Regions from separate parts of the Siniperca chuatsi genome. Here region 2 is linked to region 1. A link is a contact called in public Hi-C data. All regions are on one chromosome and are shown on one strand. Each heading gives the region's core, a stretch centred on a gene start, on an enhancer-like site or on the middle of the called end of the contact. The rest is flanking DNA. Distances are from core to core; before and after follow the strand shown. Region 1 holds the start of bckdhb (2-oxoisovalerate dehydrogenase subunit beta, mitochondrial). Region 2 holds the start of ube3d (E3 ubiquitin-protein ligase E3D).

What was found. A called contact is a pair of places that touch in the nucleus more often than the background predicts.
Region 2: a contact with region 1 is called in a Hi-C map of skeletal muscle, with 6 times the contacts expected there. The contact joins the promoter of ube3d here to the promoter of bckdhb in region 1. A contact is called at or near these places in 2 of 3 Hi-C or Micro-C datasets (skeletal muscle and an unstated tissue).

Annotation. Positions count from the first base shown.
Region 1 is chrLG9:23,730,013-23,734,153 of ASM2008510v1, forward strand. bckdhb (2-oxoisovalerate dehydrogenase subunit beta, mitochondrial) reads left to right here and starts at 1,497. Exons shown (of 11, transcript XM_044207847.1): 1 at 1,497-1,762; 2 at 3,120-3,197; 3 at 3,762-3,830. The coding sequence starts at 1,564.
Region 2 is chrLG9:23,930,828-23,934,958 of ASM2008510v1, forward strand. It overlaps ube3d (E3 ubiquitin-protein ligase E3D), which reads right to left and starts at 1,635. Exons shown (of 10, transcript XM_044208625.1): 1 at 1,327-1,635. The coding sequence starts at 1,418. It overlaps dop1a (protein dopey-1), which reads left to right and starts at 2,792. Exons shown (of 37, transcript XM_044207965.1): 1 at 2,792-3,216.

The sequences.
Region 1 (4,141 bases), core at 247-2,746:
TTGGATCAACCTGTTTGGGGGCCCTGGGGCAAAAATGCCTTGTAGAGCCCCTGTTGACCCCCGTCATCACCTGCCTTGGTTGACACATTGATGTGGATGTACTTTAGTGGTGGAAATCGACTAACACATTTGCAATGAGTCAAAATACCCAAAACCAATCACCTTTTGCCCCATTGTTCATCCAGCCTTGATTATATGGAAACTTCTTCAGAGGTTTACCTGAAAATAGTGATGCCCCTTTGTCTATAATATGATGTGAAAAGAAGATGCCTATCAGAATCAGAAATAATAATAATCAATAATAAAACTGTTATTTAATCACTACTAATAAATGACATCATCAGGTGCAGTTAAGCAGAGGTATAAGGTACATTTACTAAAGTAGTGTATGTATGTACAGACCACTATATTTCAGAGGAAGAAGCCTATTGTCCTTTTTACTTCACTGTACATTTATCAGCACAGTTCTACATTTGTTGGACTTTAAAATAACCACTTACTTTATCTATTACTTTATATACTTTGTGGCTTACAGCAGTATGATGTAAATATGCAGTCAGTAATAGAAAACTATATTCTGTACAGGTCATATCTGGTGATACCAAGAGAAACACAGTGTCCATGTTTCTTTTCACATTACAGCTGGAACATATAGTTAAACCGCCTTCAACATAAGACCTCCTGCAATAACACTGAAAGCAATGCATGCTTTTCCTATTGATAGTTTACTAATGCTAATACTTTTTCTTGTGTATATCCTAATTTGTGACTTTTACTTTGAATGGAGTATTGTATTGCATTGTGGTTCTGATCACAGCTGATGTTCGTGTGACAACTGAGCTTATTGACCATCATACCAAACGCTATAAATGCCGCACATTACCAGAAGGAGTGCAGACCTCAATACAATCAAGTGTGTCAGGACTTGAAAGGTAATGAGAGCCTGAGTACTTGAAGAATGGGGTAAAAGTGCAGTCAACTTTTAGAAAGCTGATGCAGACTTCTCTACGTAAACCCAAGACTGAAACGGCTGCGTGTGACTGACGTGAATTTGGCCACTTTCATATTCACGTGTATACTGTATATCTGTAGGCCACTTTCATTAGTGTGCTCACTGACAGTATCAAAATCTCTACGACGCACGCCGCCCTCCTTTATGACCAATCACAACCTTCATTTGCTCATGGCGGCTGGAGAGGAGGAAAGAGGAGTTGTCACTCTGCCACTATTCCGGGGTACCACAGAGAGACGACGTTCCTTTTCCTTCTCATACTAGCCTCTGTTTCACTTTTCCGACGCTCTTTCTACAAGATAAAAGGGATTTTCTCACCATATTCTAAACTAAATGGGTATCTACTATAATAGCTCTTAAAATTTAAACAAAATAAATATACGAATATATTGTTCAAAACCCCTCGGGATATCGATGTTGTATGCAAACAGGATTTCGGCTAGATGCCGGAATATAATGCAGTTTCTCTCCACTGAGTGATGCTGTCTCGCTTTACTAGACGATCTTCACACTTTGATTCACCTTACCCTTCCCAGTCAGCCATAACAACAATGATGGCGGCTGCTGCACGGTTCTTCATCCGAGGTGCAAACTCGAAACTTTGCGTCTCTGGTATTGGCACCGGGGCTCAGAGCTCTTTTGGTGCCAGTCTGCTGAAATTGTCGCCGAGCTGCAACTCCCATACAAAAACACAGCGAAGACATGCAACGCATTTTACCTACCAGCCTGACCCTGTCCCGACACAATATGGTGAGTGTCTGGTTAGCCGGCTAACGTTAGCTACGTTAATAGGAGAGACTTGTAAAGTTATAGCACTGGAAGCTTCCATAGTTTAGCTACTAAGCTAAAAAGACAAGTGACTTACCAGAATTGTGAACAGTTTCTGGTTAGGAGATAAGAAAAGGTTGTATTTACTCAAACGTTATCTATTCAGTTGTCCCATGTCAGTCATTTAACCGCACAGTCGGTAACGTTACAGGTTCAACGCTTTGCACCAAATATTTAAAGATCCCCTCTAAACATTTTTAGAAATAAATTTGTGTCTGGTATGTTAGTTCCACTAAAATGTTTAATTACTTATTTGAAAATTCTTTAATTTACATCTACTCCTTCTCTCTCACTGAAAATCTAGCTTTTATGAATATGTAAAATGTTGTTAATTTCAGAAGTGTAACTTTTAGACACAAGATGTCTCCCACTTCACTGAAAGTCCATTCTCAGTGTACGTCCATTGGAAGTTTCAGGTTTCTACATAACTCTTGTGTACAAAAATCATCTCATACATACACGTGTCAAACTGAGATTTAAGGTGAGCTCAGAGAAACTTTCCCCTACAGCAGATCTTTAAAGAACTTTAAAACATCCTTCTAGTGTCAAAGTCTGCGCATACATACATCATTTTGCACAGCGAAGCTCAAACATCCAAGTCAAGTAACAATAAGCAAAACACACTGGACTGGAGGGGGTCTTTAAAAGCAAGAGAGCCGATTTCTAACCATGATACCTGCTGTATGGAATAATGTTGGTTAACTATAGCTAAGGCAGAACTCTGTTTTAAAATGTTAATGCTGCCATTGCTAGTAAGCTCGACTACCTGGTACAAGATGGCGTAGGCTTAAATGGTAAAGCTTCTTGACATTTTATTGAAATGAAAGCACTGCATGGTGCATCAGGTCATTATAGCATGACAGCTCTAACGAACTTTTGACGTGGCCTTATCACACAAAAGAATGGTATCTGTGATCTCTCATAGTGTGAGTCAGTCCCAAACAAGGTATGAGCTCATTGTTTGTCCTACAGTTCATTTGACCAGGATGTTGGTACTCTTAAAAGACATGAACATACACTCAACATTTCTACTGGATCCAGAAAGACAACCCAGTGTTGAGAAACTGCTAGTAGTTCCTTTTCTGTAACAAAGAAGTGTGTGTCCCATCGATTGAAGGCAGTGAATCACTGCCAAGTTTCCTTAATGTGGTTTCTTTCCTGCAATAACTGGTCTGGTCACTTATAGTTGTGTATAACAGTGTACTGTTTGTCATATTAATTGTTGCTTGTGTCAGATCCTTTTAAACAGTTTATTTTTTTAATCTTAAAACCCTTTTAGGTCCCACCCAAAAGATGAACTTGTTCCAGTCAGTTACAAGTGCCTTGGACAACACTCTGGCCAGTGATCCAACAGCAGGTAGGATGCTAAAACAGGAAATGGAATTTTATAGCTGTTATTATATGAAAATCTACCCTTTTACCTAATTTATCATCAAACACTGGCTTTTAAATCATTTGTGTAAGACTAGATGCGAGCCATGCAAAATGTTGGACTATAATGGGATGCGTCACACTAATCTACAGATTAGATATATCTAATTAAACATTGCACCTTTTAAAATATTTGATTGTCTTGCTAAAATAATCTTACTCTGTGTCACAATTGTATGACTGTATGTCCAGGAACATCATGATGTAGAAATGTAAATCTTGTGTTAGTTACACATGTTGTTCCTTGTTAGTGTGTTATTGCATTACATCAGATTTTTAAGATCCATATAACAAGGGGAATTTATTGTAAGATTATACTAATGGAATTTGGCAGAGAGCTGTAGGCATGTTAAAAATAAAATAATCATACTTTTCCCATCTCATGTTGACTTTTTTGTATTTTATTTGGACTTGTATATTCTTGCTTATTCTATTCTTCCATGCCAGAGCACAGAACCTTACACTGACTGTGTTGTGTGTTTATCTGCAGTCATCTTTGGGGAAGATGTTGCCTTTGGTGGAGTATTCCGATGCACAGTGGGTCTGAGAGACAAATATGGTAAGATGCCTCATTCATCTTTTGATTCTCCCCATTCAAAAGCTTCTACTGCTGAGTTTGCGAGAAAAACAAAACTGTCAGCAACCTGTTCTTCCGCCTGCTTTACATGATCATGCCACTAGGTGGCAGCAGAGGACTGTGTAGAATCTCACCACCTCTTCTCTCATAAGGTCATATTACTGTTCACTGTTCACCCAGAGGACCAGAAGGATCTGTTTGCACTTATGTGTCCATTGTAGCAGGGTAGTCTTACAAACTTGATACAGTAAGCTGATATAGCACATCAGTGTTCACTGCTTGAGTTTGGTTTT
Region 2 (4,131 bases), core at 385-2,884, 200 kb after region 1:
ATGAATAATCCTTTATTCTTATAGTACTTTTCAAATACAAGTTTACAAAGTGCTTTAAAAAAACAAGCATTTTGTTCTACTATGTGTAATTAAACCCTTTTGGCATATGCAGTCATGAAAACTGTACATCTTTATTTTACAACTCAGGCAGTTACACCAACTTATAATAGTATTAACTTCTATCAAATTCTATTTAATTAGCATGCCTTTACACTATGATATCCAGGCTATACTGTCTGTGTGAAGAAAGGAGACGCAGGGTACACTCCTGATAATTATCAGGCCCAAAAATTGTACCTAACGTATCCAAAATAAAAGCAGTCATTATGCAGAATTACCCCTTGCAGTGTTATATCATTATATTATAGGATCATTATTATATATGTAGGTGTACTTTAATGTTGTAGATTGTCAAGTTGGAAAAAATTAAACAGCGTAATATACTGTTGCATAGTTTAATCTATAATAATGCATCATATTTTATAAAGTGATCTTGTGTTTTGCACGTAAAATCTTAATCTGGAAAGTAACTAGTAACTATGGCTGTCTCTCAAATAAATATAGTGGTGTGAAAAGTACAACATTTCCCTTTGAAATGCAGAGGAGTAGAACTATAAGGCAGCATTCAATGGAAATACTCAAATAAGTACACATACCTCAAAATTGTTCTTAAGTACATGCACATAGTACTTAAGTAAGTAAATGCACATAGTTACCCCACCACTGATAAACACTCCACATGTACCATATGCAAAACCTCCTCTCATGATGCAATTAGCTACTTTTCTACATGTTTTAAGATACAATAAGCAGGAACCACAGTTTTACACTTAGTTCTACAGACAAGCCCAGTTTGTATTTCTCATGTAGCCTCTTTTACACATTTATGACATCCATCAAAATTAAAAGATGGCAAATAGGACTAATTTAATGTGCCACCTTTTATAATGTCAAGACAGATATATAGAGAGATAGATAGGTGTCTTTGAGGATTAGGGACATATCGTCAACATTAAAAATGTGGTAAGGGCTGCTACATGATGCAACTGCAAAGTGTCCAACAACAGTGGCATGAAACAAAGTGGCGAAATAACAGTAGCAGTAACAGTGGTTAGCTAACATTAGAGTTTTGAATATGTCAGTGAAACAGACACATAACATTTAGCAACTCATCTCGACGCTGCAGCATCAGTCCACATTTATTGGGCTAAGTTAGCTAATGCTCTTAGCTAGCCTAGCTTGTATAACTTGCCAAGAAACAGAATAATGTTACGTAATAGAATAATATGACCCAACTGTAACTGTTTAGCTTTCTATCATAATTACCCGACAATAAGTAGTCCACTCTGAAGCCTTTTTCTCAGCTCTATGAAGACTCCAACTCCATGTGGTTTGGCTGGCATCTCCGAGTCTGCCATTAACGCAGCGCAATATTCAGAAAGAATTAAAAAATAATAATAATAATTAAATCATGCACTAATAAAAACTCAGTGCGGCCAGGTGACGTTAGATAGCACTATAGCATCCAAAGTAAAACAAACATAAAAGCACATCTATCTGATTTAACCTAGCAGAATCCAGAGGTTGGTAGTTGGGTGACGATACAGCCGGTATCAAGTACACCATAGGAAGAGAAGAGCATCCGGTCAGACATTTCAAAATAAAAAAGTGTTAGTTCAGTTCATATAATAGCCTACAGGCACTGCCTATACATGCCATCGGCATCTGACATTTGATCTGTAATGAAGTGCCCGAGATGTTTTGTTTTACAAACACATAGCACTTACCCTGACAGATAAAAAGCCCCCCCTTGTCATACTCCATTACCAGCATCCAAAGGGAGCAGAGACTCTATTGCCCCATTTGACCTGCACACTCTGGTTGGCATACCAGTACAGAGGAAGAACAGAGGAATTTTGCCTTCTATACATTTCAGCTACTTCTTTCAAGGCATAGATACACAACTCAGTGCCACGCTTAGCCTTGAAGCCAAACTGGTTGTCTGTGGTATCAATATATTCACATAAACGATCTACTAGAGTCCTTTCCAGGCTGTGAGATACCACACTGGCTAGTGCAATTGGCCTGTAACTATCCAGGCTCCCATCCTTGCCAGCTCTGTCCTTGATGACAGGCACAAGAGTAACAGACAACGTAGAGTCTGTCAACAGTCCATGAGTCATAAAGCCATAAAACAAATGGCAAGAAGAGCTGCAACCTTTGGGGCTTGCAAACTTAAGGTGCTCTGCAGTGATTAGATCTGAACCACTTGCTTTATTCTCAGAAAGCTGTATTATTGCTTGTATTATTGCTCATTGGTTGTGATTCCCAATGTATCACTGTTGGCAATATTGCCCGCTTTGTAGGGCTCACTTTTAACACAATTAAATAAAGCAGAGTAATGTTGCTTCCACAACTCAGCTAAATTATGGCCTCCAGAAACTCCCTCTACAGTGCATGGTAGCAAGACCTCCTGCTCAGACCCAGGAGGGAAAATTAGTGAAAAACTACTTTGTCAAAAGGGGTTTTATTATTATTTGTTGTTATTGTTTGGACATAAAATATTCGAATGTGCAATTTATAAGACTGTATGTCTCCAGAGATTAAAGGCAAGAGTATGTGTTGCAGCTTAACAGTCGAACCATTAGGTAACTTGATTAAAATAATACAAAACAATAACACGTGCTAAAATACGCAGACGCTGTAACTGCTGAAGCCGAAGTTGAACTTTTCAAATCTGAAAAATATTCAGCTTTTATTGTGAAGACAGAGAACTTAACCTCCGAGATTCTTTGGTGCAACTGTGGGTGACTTCCATGGTGACTCCGCAGAGCAGAGAGGCGGAAGACTGGAGCAGTTGGACGTACAGCTAATCTGCAGTGCAGTCTGGGAGCTGTCAATCGTCTCGCTTTGTATCTCTGGTACAGGAAGCTACTGATGCGCTCATCACTGTTTATTTACACACTGCGGGACCATATTAAGAGAAATGAGAATATAATTACCTATTATCTGCTTCCAAAGCCTTATTGTCAAAGGACTTGACTGAGGTTACATGAAGGGGTGACATCAGAGCCGGGCCCTGCATCTACATCATTTAAACTACCTGCTACTAACGTTAGCTAGCTTGCTAGTCATATTATTGACGTTGTCAGCCGTTTTTACTCGGCGAACCGGGCACATGATTGAATGACAGTTGCTGGCCTATATACTACAACGGTAAGCTTTTACATCAGCTTAAATGTTTAACGTTGTGTGCCATGTACGTTAGCTGAAATCACCTCACCTAACTTAGGTTAGCTAGTGGCAAGGTAGCTGTTAGCTATAGCGTTACTGTAACTGTAACAGTTCCTTTCTCACACACAAATTATAACGACAGTAACGCGGTTATGAAAATTTTGCAAGTATTCCTTGGCTAAAGGTGCGTTTATATTAGCGGTATTTTTTCCACCAAAGAACGTTAACATACAACGTGTGCAACGGCTGCTGTAGTTCGGACGACAGGTGTGCGGTACCTGCTCTACAGTTACTATGTTGTTGACACTTTGCAGCCGTACTCATGTCTGTTTAGCTCAGTGAGTGCAAAACTGCCAGCGGTCACAAGCCAGTCTCTTACACACAACGTTACATTTCCCTGAATTTCCAACTACACGACTGTCTCAGGCTCTCAGTATTGCTACTTCTCAAAGCGTCTTCAGTTCTCTGTCTGTCTGCTATAGGCACTTTTCACGGCTGACGTTTTGACATGTCACTACAGGAAACGCACAGGTGTGATTAATAACAGTAATTAGCATTAGCTGCAGTGTGCTTTATGGCTCACTGATATGGTTTCCTGGGACATTCAATTCAATTGGTACTGAGTCATGAATAATGTTATCAGTTCCACCTTTCCTGCTGTGGCCAGTCAAAATGTCTACCATGAAAAAGTCTGTTGCCTTGCTTAGTGGGCAAAGCTCACAACGTAAATGTCACTTGCCTTTTCTAAATCAGTTCGAGCCCCTCCTATTGATATAACCCAAAAACCCCCCATATAACCCAAAGAGCACATGATGTTGTAATATTTGATTGGCCTAATGTCCCCTCCTTCCACTGACACTATTACACTATTCTAAGGACTGAGTAACTGAAGGTCAG